Regions from separate parts of the Mus musculus genome. Here region 2 is linked to region 1. A link is a contact called in public Micro-C data. All regions are on one chromosome and are shown on one strand. The core of a region is the stretch at or near the end of the contact, and the rest is flanking DNA. Distances in the headings are between cores, read along the strand shown.

The links. A called contact is a pair of places that touch in the nucleus more often than the background predicts.
Region 2: a contact with region 1 is called in a Micro-C map of palatal mesenchyme, with 2.0 times the contacts expected there. The contact joins two enhancer-like sites. A contact is called at or near these places in 8 of 484 Hi-C or Micro-C datasets (cortical neurons, cranial neural crest, embryonic fibroblasts and 4 more).

Annotation. Positions count from the first base shown.
Region 1 is chr1:57,094,832-57,101,803 of GRCm38.p6, forward strand. No RefSeq gene overlaps it. Among named protein-coding and RNA genes, the nearest start is that of 1700126A01Rik, 29 kb to the right of the region's middle. Within about 2 kb of position 2,295, at least 24 of the 459 cell types and tissues checked have an H3K27ac peak or open chromatin away from gene starts, as enhancers often do.
Region 2 is chr1:57,204,316-57,211,846 of GRCm38.p6, forward strand. It overlaps BC055402 (cDNA sequence BC055402), which reads right to left. Exons shown (of 7, transcript NR_037990.1): 4 at 4,485-4,724; 5 at 2,399-2,584; 6 at 214-293. Among named protein-coding and RNA genes, the nearest start is that of BC055402, 6.9 kb to the right of the region's middle. Within about 2 kb of position 1,481, at least 28 of the 459 cell types and tissues checked have an H3K27ac peak or open chromatin away from gene starts, as enhancers often do.

The DNA of each region.
Region 1 (6,972 bases), core at 1,045-3,544:
AGTGTGTATATGGTGTGTGACTATGTGTGTGTATGACATATGTAGTACGTGTGTAGTGTGCACATGTATGTGGTCTCTGTGTGTATTCATATATTATGTATATTATGATGTACCTGGTGTGCATGTACTGTGTGTATGTATGTGGCCTATATATATATGTGTGTGTCTGTGTATGTATGTGTATATGTGTGTATAATGTATGTGGTGTGTGTGTAGTGTGTGCACTTCTGGTCCTATAGTAAAGAAATTTTTAAAAGTTTCATAAGTGATAGCCAGGGTGACATTAGGTCATGGGCAACATTGAGGGCCCATTGAGTGGGAACCCGAAGCCCTGAAATAGGGCTGTTAAATATTACACGCACAGCCACGCCTTGCTAAACTCATTTTTCAGGACAGAAAAGCAGATTGTGGAATTATTCACGCCAAAGTAATCCTTGCTTAATTTAATCATCAAACTAGGTTTCCTAATATGGATATTTTCTTAGGCTTCAATTTGTTACATAGCTAACTTATTTTCTAATAGACTATGTTGGTAATAAGAAAATGAATTACATGCTCTTGGCAGAAAGATGACAAGTTAGATCTGAATTTATCCCACACAAACTTGGTACCCCCTTTTAAATTCAATAAGCTTGGGATCCCTCTACAACATATCAGATCTGGATGCCAATTATAAACAGATGGCAAGCCCCCGCACCCCACTGCTCAGCAGAGACCGAAGGCCACATTAGAGTTTTATCAGGAACTTTCTGGGGCGTTATCAAAAGAACACATGGTCCACTCCAGCTCATTCCGAGTAAAGACGGCCCAGCTTCCTATTTTGGGGTCTTCTAAATGCATGCAAGCCAGTTGGCTTAGCAAGGCAGAACCCGCCAGCAAATTTAGTATAGTGCTCCTCCCAGGAGGGGGCAGTGACACTCCCTAGGACCGGCCCACTTGTCCCAGAGGCCTGAAAGCTGAACTAGAAAAACAAAGGATGAGGCGCCTGGAGCTCACAGGCCTCTGGTCTGTCTCTATCCACCATCTCCAGACCCAAAGCAGGAGAACTGAGACAGGAAAAGCAACAGCCACCATGTCACCAGCTTTCTCATCACAGCAGGAGCGACCAAAAATAAGACGGCCTGTCTATGATAGGAAACCAAATTATTAAGAGCATTAAACGCTGAAAGATTGCCGCCCTTTACGCAGGCTGCAGATCTCTTGTCTCACTTGTCAAACACGGGTTCATTTTTGACACTGATTTCTTAAATTTCCGCTGACTTGGCAATCCGCAGCCACTTCGCACAAGCTCTGTAATATCTTAAAGACTTCACAGCTAAGCAGTTAGAAAGGATTTGGGGTTTAATTCAGCTCACTGACCTGTTTAAGAGAATAACGGAAATAAAACAATTTTCAGCTAAAGGATGGAAAGGGCCTCTCTCGCTCTGAAAGACTCTTTGTATCAACGCCATGAATCAAATGGTTTGTCTAAGTGGTTATTCTGTACCACCAGTGAGGGCGCAGCAATGTGGCCGTGAATCACATTTAATAACTTGTGGTTAGCTGTCATGAACACTTAATTTGATGTTGAACACAAACCCTGCAGGGCCAGAGGGGGCTGGGGAGCAGGGAGGTGGTTGGGAGTGGGGGGCAGAGAGTTAGGATTCACTTGGGGTCTCTTGGTTTCTTCTCTGGTTGCTGCAGGTCACATTCTGTCTGCACTTGGGTCTACAGCATCCTTAGAGCAGGACTGCAGAAGCATTTGAATTCTTGGCATCTATTGTCCCTTGGAGCTTTCCTGGGGTCCTCCTGTCCCCATCAGGAAGGCTCACTCAGTGCCACAAGAACACTGCCACCCTTCGCACTATTCTAGTAGTGGAGAGAAGTCAGGCTGCCTAGAAGAATTCCAAGTGTCCAGGGAACCCACAAAAGGTTTCTTGCAGCTTTTTAGCTGTCTGGCGTGCAGCAGAAACCCCTCTTGTGTCAACTGCTAAACACTGCTGTCCCTGTGTCCTGAATGGAATGCGCCAAAACTCTGGAAGACCACAGCTTCACATGTCGGCCATGTGTGCTGGCGGCAGCCGGCTCCAGCCGCCTCAGACATTTTAATTTGTCACTCGGGAAAGCAGATGTGTCAGGGAGTTGGAGAACTTGGGAGGTGACCACAGCAAACTCCCTGAGGGGCCTACCCCACCAGGACCTCTGATGAGCCTCATCCAGGCAGGCTCAGAGCAGAGGGGGCAAAGAGAGGGAGAAGCTATCCCAGGCCTGGGCACACAGCGGGAGGAAGGCCATGTCCCTGCCTGGGATTGGGACAGAGACTGAAGTCTGAGTCCCTGTCATCACCTGCCTAGCACTCTGCAGGCCCTGTATTGCATAATCCACATCAGCAAAGTGCTTTCCAAGTGTGTCATTAACATTCTCAGTGGCCCTTTGAGTAGCACACCTATCCTCCGAGATTTCTTGAAGTTGGTGTGAGGATCTGTTCACTGTCCTTTAAATTCCACTTTACATCCACATGAGCCCCAGGAATAGGTCCCATTTGTTACACTTTACTTTATACTCAGGACATCTGCTTCTGAGGGAAATGGAATTTGACATTAAAAAAAATGTCCTGTTTTCACAGTGAAAAGGAGCCAATAAATGTGTTTTCAGGTAGCATCCATGCCTTTGAATCAAAGCAAACTCTAATATATTCAATAAACACTAATTAAGTTATAACACCTCTGAAAGCAGTAAACACTCTTGTGGTATTCCAAGAAACTGAGAGACCTTCTCTTTCTCCCCACCAACACCTTTACCTCTGCCCAGCCCTCATCCACCCACCACAGAAACTACACCGTTGCTCAGTGCCACTGACAAATGAAAGTCAGAACAAATTATTCCCACTGACACCATGGGTGTGAAGAGTGAATTGTCTGATATATTTTTATTTTAATGCACCTATTCAAGTAAGAGAAAAAATTATCTTAAAATCCAAACTATTGAGATAAAAGCAGCAAGGGATAAGCTGCTACAAAAACAAACAAACAAACAAACAAACAAACAAAATACCACCACCAGCAAAACAACCTGCCACTTAACAGATTCGTTATCCATGAAATAAAAAGGCATATGCTTGAAACTTTGGAGCCTTAAAAATGAACAGGTACATTTAAATAAGAATTATGGCATCAAGTTTCATGGGGGGCAAATTAGCCCTCATAGTAAAAATAACAGACACATACTTGAATAAGAAAACATTAACATAGTAGACAAACTGGGAAGGGCCACTTTATCGGGATCCATGAAGTTGGGGGATGGGAAGCAAATAATTTAAGACCTGAAAATCTTTGATTACTTAAATATTTCATTTAAGCAGACGTGAACTAAGTTGCCTTTTATTGTTTCACTCATTTTCATAAGAAGGAAACTGAGGCGTGGGGACTCCTGAAAGTAGCCTGAAGCCCTGAAGCAGACTGGTGAGTAACAGAGCATGCATGAGAACTAACTGCACAACTGTATCGCTTCCTCGGCTGCTTTCTCCACCAACGTCTACAAGCAAGATAATTTGCTGAACCACAATTTTACAGGGCAGAAATTGAGGCAAATATAGGTTAAACCCCCACCCACACCCCCCAAAAAAACAAGAAGCCAATTGATAGCAGAAAGAGTTAGAGGAATCTGAACTGCCCATACCCAAGACAATGGTCTTTAAGATGTGATTTTGTTAAACAATTTAAATTCTCAGAATATTATGGGTAGCCTGAAAATATGCAGATAAACATATGAAAACGCGCCCCAACGACTTCCTTCTTACTCACTTTCCAGCCGAGATTCTCTTGAAAGAATTCTCAAGCCTTCTTTTCCAAGTAGGAGGACTAATCCTGAGACAGGGCCCTGTGACTACAGGGCACAGGAATCCAGAATGGGGAAGCTTAGCGAACTTCTCCACACTCAGCTTCCAGTCTTTCGACCTGGCCTCAGCAAGAAGGCAGAAAGCGCATTGTCCACAACAGTTTACACATCCACAGACATGCTAAATTCACTAATTCTGAGGTGTTCGTCCAGCGTGTGCCTTCCTACAGCTCACCTCACCTCTGAAGGGAGTTGGGGGAGGGGGGCTGGAAGAAGGGCAGGAAGAGGGGAAACCTGCAGGATTCTGACTTGGATGGTTAGACCGCTGTTTTTAGCATCTCAGTCAACAGGCTTTCTGCATGCCACATCTTCATAGAAATCCTATCATCAAAGCCACCAGACACTATATTTGTTTTCTAATTACAGACCCCGAGCTAACACTTACTTTTTCTTCCCTGTAATAACAACAACACTTTGTATTTATCTAGCGCCTTTCTTCCAACAATCTCAAGATGTGGCCCAGACATTAACTCTTGAACCCCAGGTCTCTGGGGAATCAGTGGTGACTTTCAGTTTCTACATTTTGAAGGTGGAGAAAACAAGGCACGGGGTAGCCAAGACTTGACAGGACAAAGGACACAGTGAAGGACATGGTGATTGGGTCTTAAAGTAATGGCACCTCTTCTCCCATTCAGAAGTTGACTAGGAGACAGCCAAACAGTTGGAAGCTGGTGCCCACAGATGATACAGGACAATACCAGAGTCAGGCCAGTCAGGAGCTGTCACAACGTTTCAGGAATGTTACAAAGTGACTAAGGTACAGGGAGGATGACACAGAGCAAGATTGTACCACCAAAAATAAGGAGTGAGGATGAGACAGAGTGGGATTCCATCAGGATCTCGGCTTCAGCAAATGATGCCCATCCCAGAAGCTACAAAACCCAACCCAGGAGAAGTTCGACTATGGAGCAACTTGCAGAGTTGGAAGCAACAACAGGCTTGCAATCTTCCCCAGTGCTTTAGTGGCCTGGGCTGTAAGAAAAGACAAAGGTAAATTCCTCTAAAGGTGAAATGCACCTAGGCTAGGGGTGACAGGAATAGAAGAGTCTGCTGGCTTCTGTATGAATGCCACTCTGGCCACAAGGTCCAGCTGAGGGAAAAGCAGTCACGTTGTGGAAGCAAGGAAGCAGGGATGGGGACTGACAATAAGAAAGACCAGAGCGCAGGAGATTGCCTCAGTCTCCCAGATGTTAAGCAAAGTTTCAAAGCCTTACTTTCTAGTTTCCATCTCCCAAGTGACATGTCCTCCTCTTGTCCACAAGGACACATGTGAGCCTTAAAGGCCATATGTGAGCCTCTGTTAAAGAGCTTACTAATTAACCATCCATTAACCCCCCAATGATCCATTCTACATCCCAATAAAAATATCAGTGGTTTTTGACATGAAGGTTCCTGATGACCCCCTCTTAGTTTTTGGTCATCTCCACATTCTTTTTGAAATACTTGTCTTTGACCGATTACCTAGTCTTGAAGCAACCGGCATTCGAACAAGTCATCCCATGGTTTCTCTTTCCTGAATAATGTGGAAGCATTTCTCCATCATCTCTCACAGATGTATCTGAGAGGTGACATCATGAAGTGAGGCTTACAGTCCTGGGACTGGAGAGATGATGGTCCCAGAAGTGACACATGCTTCTCTGAGAAGGACTGACTCTTTGTTTCTTTGCCAGCCTGCCCAGGTCACATAAAATACACAGTCAACCCAGGAGTCAAACCTCCATGTTGTCATTCCTTCTTATGACATGCCAGCACAATGGAGAGAGAAGTCATGGATAGACTGCTGTTTTCTAAGATAGTTCCTAGCATGGTTTGTAATTAAGTAATCATTAATGTCTTACTTTCTTAGTATTTGTCTCCTCCATTAGACCAAAGGATCCATCAGGGACAGAACATATTTATTTTATTCTTTAGCGTCTAGCCAATTCTATTTGCTGAGTAAGTAAGTTTATATTTTAAAAATGGTCTTGAGATCTCTCATCTGACATCAAGCTCATAGACTTGAATCACAACATAGCAGCTTCCTTGTATAAAACACCCATCACCATGGTGATGTTATAGCTCAGCTCTGGTGACGTTATAGCTCAGCTGTTCTGCAAGGCAAGGCTATGTCTTTGTCCCACTTGGGAAAGTTCTTGCTGCCACAAGTGAGTCAGACTTAAATGCCCACTGAAAGAGTGACAGTGAAGAATAGTCAACAAGCTTTTGTTACAGTGGTCAGGACAATGACTGCTGCAATTCTATGAACTGTATTGTCTCTATCACACTGTCCAATTCTCCTGTTCATTCACAAGAGTAGCCATGGACAATTACATGAACAAATGAGTGTAACTGTTCCAATTAAACTTTACAGAAAAACTCAGTGCCTGTAGTTTGCCAGCCCATGGGGTAGGAGGTTAGCAGGACACAAAGAACTCACACTGGTCTAAAACTATGGTTACCCTGCCCGGGAGGTGTGCCTGAGACTGCTGTGTGAAGCAAGGCAACAACTTTCTCACCGATTCCAAATGGGATTTGTCTGTGGAATCCATCAATCATAACCTTATCAAGCGAGGGATTTCTGCCTATTTTGAGTCCTAATAGAACAAACTTAAACACCCACAATGGTGGCTAAGACCTAGGAGGAGCTCCGTAAATGTACATGGAAGGAAACTGCTACAGCTTTGAGGCTGAGAAGACATTTTGCTGTCAGCGAGGTCACCTGCCTTTGTCATCATTCCACGAGGATGTGTGGCATGCTCAGTGTGCCCCTGGCACTGTGCTAACACTGGGTTTCAGCACTAAGCAGAAGAAAGCGAGTCCTGTCATTATAGGGCCCATCATTATAGGGCCTCATCCATGAGGGATAAGAAAGGGAACCAGTGTGTGGCCAGTCCATGCCTCTGAGGGGCAAATACCAGCTGCTATGTGGAGAAACAGTATCAAAGACTAGGCGTGAGCTTGGACATAAAGGAAAGTACCCAGGTACTACGGGATGGATGTCCATACCTTTACACTCCGTCTTGAAGTCCCAGTCCTACAGTGAGGGTAGGGGGAAGAGGGGGTGTGGGGGAGTAGGGGGGATTGAAACGAGGAAATCAGATCGTGAAGGTGGAGCCA
Region 2 (7,531 bases), core at 231-2,730, 110 kb after region 1:
GCATAAAATGGTTTATATTACAAGCAAGGGTGAAATTACTAACTAATTAGCCTGCGAAGATCATGTTTAATGGAATATATAAATCTAGGGTGTTGCTTTGCCTTTTCCAAACCTTATGGGTCTTACTCATTAAACACACACATATGCAGCCTTAACGCTGGACAGGGGATTGTGAAACACAGCTCAAGGTCAGATGACTAATTGTGCACTTACCTGTGTCCAGAATCGCAGGGCTTTGAATCCCTTAGCTCTGAAGGAAGTCTGACTCACAGCACAGCTGCTACAGCTTGAAGCTGAATCCAAGGACAAATAATAGCAATTGAGGAAAGCAAGAGAAGGTATCTGCTAAATTACCTCCCCTCCCCCCTTCCCTCTCTTCTCCTCCCTCCCCTCTCTTCCTCACTTCCCTTCCCTTCCCCTCCCTCCCTCCCTCCCTTAAGGCCCTTTCTTTCCAGTATCTTGAAGGATCCTGAAGCCTTTGTCAACACACCATGCCCAGATATTTCAGTTAGATTTTGTAACGGCATAATAAAATGTGTCACACACTGCAAGAAACTGTAGGTCACATGAAGCACAGTGTAGGAAGACAGTGGGGACATGTTCTGGAAAGAAAATTAAATCCCCCAAATTTGGAAAAACAGGTAACCCTAAATAATTTCCTTATATTCCCCACCGAATAAAGTAGGGACTGAATATTCGAAGAGGAGTCCAGGCTTCAGCCGAAACAGGGGAGTGGAAGGCACATGACAGGAGACAGGACACTTCACCCTATTCAGAGATGTCACTGCCTGCCTCCAGGTGGCTCTGAGGCCAAGCAGTCTCCTTCCTCTCTACCTCTTCGCAGTTGCTTTCCACAGGGCACTAAAGCTTTAAAGATGTCTACAGTGCACCCCCACCCCCACCTCCACTTCCCTGCCCCAAATCTTGATCATATTAAGCTTAATGTCTACTACCCGACTGTTCAAAAGTTGAGTGACAAATGTGTCATAATTCTAGCTTTTTGTTGTTGTTGTTCAAAATTCAAGTCACCACATAGTGGACTGCTTGCCTGCTCCTGCTCTGGAAGAGTGAATGAAGGGTCCCCAGGTCAGGGGATTTCCTTGCTCGGACAAGAGTTCTTTGATCTGCCCTTTTGGGTGATGACAAGAAGCAAGATGAAAGAGAAACAAAACTCCCAGGTTAGCTCCTCTGATAACCCCAGGCTGCTTTTCAGTTTCTGGGTGACGGACCCAACAGCCCTAAGTGATTACATTACTCACGATGAAGATAACGCTGCCTGCTGCCTTAATGTCCCTGTCATTTCGTTTTATGGGAGTGCTTTTGTTTTAATGTCACAAATCAATGCAAATCTAGACATACCAGGCCATAAGATTTGTATTCAGGAAATCTGTGTTTGAAAGAATCCAGTGTTTGCTCTGGGGGCCCAGTCTCCTTGGACACCAAGGGTGTTTGGCGGCTCTGGGAGAGCGCCTGCTTGGCTCATACTATTTAAAGATGAACACTGCCCCCTGCTGTCCATAAGGCACATTGCTGCCAGACGAACTTGGCTGGAAGGTGAAAATCACCCACCTTTGTATAACAAGGGGATGTGGGTGGGGGGTAATTTTAGTTTTTAAACTTATTTGTCAGTTCAGAAAAATTATGACTACAAAAAATTACTACTGGGAGGCAAGACGATTCGTTTTATTTTACCATTGTTGCTAAGTCGTTTTAATGAACTATCACCAGAGGCAAAAATACATTGAAGTAAAAGGCACAGAGAAGAAAACCTCTCTAGCCTAGAAGCTCCGATGACAAGACACAGGGAAGAGGAAACTCTGAAGAAGGTTTTGAAAGATTTCGGTTTGACTGTAGTTGGGCAAGGCATCCAAAGACAAAACGAATACCTGAGCCAAACTGGAGATTTTAGAGAGCTCCTACAAGCCACCGCGGCACCCATCCAGGGCCTGTCCCCTGCCTTTGCAGCCTGAGTTTCACTGGGAGTTCCCAAGCCAAGGAATCCAAGATGTTCTAAGAGGGTGACATTAGAACAAAAACACTCCCATAAAACAAAATGGCAGGGACATTAAGGCGGCAGGCAGGCAGGCAGGCAGCGTTATCTTCATCATGAATAATGTAATCACCCAGAAACAGAACTCCACAAGGACACCCTACGAGGTACCATCCCACCATCCCCACTTCTATCTGGAAACCAGGCACTCCCAGATCACCGTCCACTCCTGCAAAGGTGATACCTTTAACTGAGCATATAGGAAGCCTCCTTCAACAACTTTGAGAGGAGGTACTTAGTAGATCCTAACAATCACCACTGGAGAACCTCCTGGCAGGGAAGGGAAGGGAGCCAAGCTCTTGACTTTAAAATCCCAGGCATAAACAGGCACACTGAGCCAAAACTCACTCCATGCTGCTGGAAGGCAGGGCTGCTGGCGACAGCTAACATTGGCACATGTCATCAGGTGCCCATTGCTCCAGATTCCGAGGTCATCCAGGACCTGTTCTTTACAACACAGGCTACCTCTAGAGTGACTCACCATCTTGGCTTTTTTTTTTTTTTTTGACACAGCATTTATCTCTTCTTTATAAGCTAGAAAATTCAGAATTATAGAGAATTAACTGTCATATGTTCAAGAAGCCAATGGGTACCCCAGACCCTGCACTCATTCTGCCTGTAAGCCTGTGAATTAATAAACTGCTCTTTGAATTCTCTCCTCCCATCTCCCTCAACTACCAAAACGCTCTCCAAAGTCACACTCAGGGCAGGGAGGGGAGCAAGGGGAGGGAGGGGAAGAAGGGGAGGGAGAGACAGAGCAAGAGAATTGTGCTGAGCAAGCAAAAAATGCCTAGTGAATATACACCCAATTTTTTGCTAAATTCCCTATAGAAGTCATCTGACCAACAACATTTTATATTTTAATCAGAATTGTCTTTGCTTCCCTCCCTTCTCTCTGGGGTGTCAAGGAAATGTCAGCTGTGATCCCAAAACATTGTTGAAAACTTTCATAAACACACACACACACACACAATTCCTGTGTTTGAAATTGAGAGGCTGTGTGCTGTTCTGTTGAACTCTCGCGACAGTCTGTCTACTCCACCTAGAGGGGCAGCCGGGCTCCATCATCCATGCTGTATGTATCGCCCTCTTGGTTAGCTGGCAGGCTTTTGTTACCAGACAGGTTGTTACGGTGCCCTGTGCTTTGGTTCCAATCATCTTTATATAGTAGCACAGCGGGATATATCAATGACAATGTCACTGTCCTCGTTTGTCTTGTCACTCAGGGATTTTATCATCTCATATTATCACAAGGAGAACACAGCAAGAAGCATAACAAGACACAGGAAGAAACCACATCTGCCTCGCCTTTACTGCAGTGCACTGTTATAATGGTCCTTTTTTTTAGTAGTTACTGTTGTCAATCTCTTATGGTGCCTAACTTATAAACTGAGTGTTATTATAAGTATATGCATGTAAGTATTGATATGGCCTCTGAAAATGCAGACCATCCTAGAATGTATCTCCCATGGATAAGCTGCATATCCTGAGTGTTATGTCACAAACATTGATGGGCATGCCTGTGTCTTTCTACACATTTGTGTCTTCTCCATACAATGAATTTCCAGAATTCATTGACTAACCAATAAATTCACAGGCTCTATCTGTTTGTTGGCTGTAATTTACCAAAGTGGTCCCAATTTCCCTTGATAGCTGGCCACTGGCAAACTCGGATTCTTTTATTCCAATCTTAATTACTAAAGTTAACTCTCAAATCATATGTTAACATTCCACAAGATTTACAAGCACAGGGTTAAAGGATTACAAAGAGAGGTCTATGGAGGCTGCAGAGTTCAGAGAGGATATCCTGAAGTCAGGGAGAGAGAACTGTGCTCAGAAGAAGTCTGCAGAGGACCAAATAGAAATGTCCTGTGGGTACGAGCTGTGCAGACATAGTTATCAAAGTCAGGTTTGGGTGACAGGCCCCTTAAGGGTCAGTCTGAAGTGGGCTGAGTGTCACGGGCAGGAGAAACTGCACCTGGGCTGTAGCCAAGAACAGATCAAGACTTTTGCCTTCAGCACTTTCTGGACACAGCTGAGGACTTGCCCAGGTGACTGGTGGGCGTGTCTGCTCTTTTGGTCACGGGTAGCCCTTCTTTCAGTCTCAGGTGCGGAGTTTCCATCTGGGGTGATTAATAGGCTCATATGTCACGTGGTTCTGATATGTCTTGGTATATTTTCAGGTGTCATAATTTATTGGCACAAATAAATTATTTATCAGTTTGTGCCTCCTGGTGTTGGCAGATGGTAGCTGTTTATGCGCACAAACAAGATGTAGAGTCATTGTTTTTTGGCACTTACACTCAAAAGAGAGTAATTCGGGTCAGATTTGTTGCTTTATAAAGTGGAGTCATGTTAGGCTAGGCGCAGCCTGATATTCTGTGCACCGAGACACACAGCCTGCTCTCCCTGTACCTCTGTCCTTGGAACTTACCCCATGCCTGCTGCGTTCATGGGTCGGTATGGAAAAATTCCGTTCTGAGATTCTCTCCTTGATTTCACTCCTTTTCATCTAAAAGCAGTCAAAAGTAATGCGATTTTCTCTTATATGCGTTGGTATTAATCATGATAATCTCTGTTGAGTGCTTACTGTGTGCTGTGAGCAGCAAGAGGAGCATCTTTCACGGAATAGCTCATTGATCACCATGAGACTATGATGCAAGGATGCCGTCATCTCCACCCAACAGAAAGGAAACACAAACATGTTTAGTCACTCAGAAATTGATGCAGAGCTGGGATGTCTACTCAAAACTTTTTCTTGGTTCCTATATGATGAAATGTTTAAAAAAAAAATAGAAAAACTCAAGTGCAGAGGCCACAGTTAGACTTTTTCTCCACTACTTCAAGGTAGAGGGAGAATTCTTTATACAGTAGTACTGGCTGATCATGGAGAACCACAAATGGGTCTGACAGAAATCCAAATGTCAGGATCTTAGGGGGAATAAGAGAGCATTTTATAAAGAAGATTGGAACTGTTATTTATGCTATACCTTCAGGGTTTACCTCCAGGGCCAGCTGGAGGCTAATCTCTGAGCCAGCCTTCTGCTGTCTGTCACCCGGAGTTACTGGGGTGTCAACACCAGCTGTTTGTAACAGTACTGGGGAGTGTCACATGGTTGACAATAACCACAGTGACCGCTCCAAAGCCAGCATGTATCTGTGCCCAACCCTGAGGTATACACAAGGGGAAAACAGAGGAGTCATGAGCCCAGTGGCTGCTGAAGGTTGCACAGTTAGGAACAAAACTGGCTTAAGTCCAGATCTGACCCCAAAGACACTCAAAAGACTCCAAGAAACCCAAAGGCTTGTAGAAGGTGACCAGACTCTTAGCTGCCTTGCAAAATGGAGTGTGCCCCTTTCAGGAATATTGGTTTGACTCCCCGAGATAGGATGACACAATTTTCTCTTTTGTGAACAGGTCCAGAGGACGCAGACATTGAACATATCATCCATTTAATTAATTGAGGACCACAAAAAGGCAAGCATAAGAGCCCGGTGAGCCCTCGTGGACACCAAGTAGAAGCCTCCATTCGAGGTTCCAGGAGCTTCCACAAAGTCAAGTGCTGTATGGTTCTGGTGCTTTTGCCTCTGACAGGCTTCAAGGCACTAAGCTAGCTTCAGCTTCTCTGGTACTATAGAGCTGTGTTAATAAAATAAGGGTATAGATTTGCCAGAGTCCCTCGAACCCTATTTCTGGCATGATACTTTCAATGTTGAATGTAATAAAAATTCCTCCCAAGAATGCTGACATGGCTGGTAAATAATTTGCATTTTTAGTGGTTTGCCTAAGAACTTGAGAGCCCAAGAGCAGCTATAGCCTTTGAAAATAGCTGTATAAAGAAATAGGCTGGCTCTTTTCCTACTCAACATGCCTGCTGCTAGGCTTATCAACCACAAAGCAGGACTCAAGCTTTGTGTGTGTGTGTGTGTGTGTGTGTGTGTGTGTGTGTGTGTTGTGACATGCCTGATGTTTCAGTTTCATATCTGTAAATGGTACTTCAAATTGCCAGAGATCAGAGACAAGACATCCTCTTCACACAAGAGCCTCCATTTTCAACAACCAACACCATTGCTGTGGCTTCAGACATGTCCCCCAATGCTGCCATTTCCACTTACCCTGAGGACAGACTGATCCCATGTTAGGGCCTGAATTCTGTCCCCTCAGTATTCATACATTGAATCGATAGCCTTAGTAGAAATGGGCCTCTAGAGGGTGGTTCATGTTAGATGAGGCTACAGGGTAAGGTCTGAGTCCATTATCACCGTGTTATAATAACAACGAAGAGATCCCAGTGTCATGGATGGTTAGCCTCTTGTGACAGACAAGAAAAGGTCCCATCTGTAAGCCAGGAAGTGTCCTCAGGAAAAACCAACCCCATAAATATCTTGCTCCTAGACTGCCAGCTTCTAGAATGGTGAGAGAATGAATGTCTCTAGGTGCACCACCCAGTCTGTGGGTTTCTGTCGTAGCAATCAGGCAAGACTAATACACACCCCGTAGTTAGCATGGTGGCTTCCAAAGTGTGCCCACCACTCTTGTTACTCCGTCTTTTATGAGCTGAAGGAGAAGCTCGAAATACCTCTCACTTAACATATGGCAACCTTCAGCAGCCAACCATTTTAGACACAAAGGCTTGAGCTGCCCATGGTATCCCAACCTCAGGTCTTTGGATACATCAAGGACAAGAATACCATCTTGTTCCATGAGAGGTCCTGGTGATGTCACACTTACCCTCACTAGCCTCATCCCTAGACTCACAGTTACAGCATGGCCACCCAGAGGTCCAGGCTCCAGGTTTTACAGCATGCTGTGGAGGCCTTCTTGCCTCTATTTCCCCACATATCAGTCTACCACTTTGCCTGACAGACTGTCACACCATGGCTGTGCCCGGTTTTATCCTTCCACTCATTCATTCAATGAATATTTATTGGCTTATTATGTGCCAGGCACTGTTCCAGGGAGCTGGGACATTGAAAAAAAAAAAAAGCAAAAGTCTCCATCGTCATAGAAGTTACATTCTAGTATAAGCCCTTATAATTAAATATCTTTTAATCAAGCTGGGTTTCTGTTTATCTCATTGTAACACTGCTCTTTAGATTTTACAGTGTGCTATTTCCTACCCAATGACAGGTTTCCGTTCCAACCACATTCTCATCTTTTCCCCTCATTTTCTTAAATGAATAACATCACCAATACTCCATGTTACCCACAGAAGCTTGCTTGAGAGGAAGAGAGACAACAGGAGCTTCCGTGCCCAGTGGCATCCACACACATCCTATCAAGGCAAAGAGCAAGGGGAGGTTTCCAAGAGTCTGGAAGACAGAGAAGTTACCAGAGAGCAAAGTGCCAAGCGCAAAGGCATCAGATTCTTGGTTTCTACGTAAGCCCTGTATTGGCAGAAAGAACACAAACACAATTCCCCCTTCCTTCTCCTCAGGGACCTCTCTTGGCTGATCTCTTAAAACTCAATCGCGCCTGGT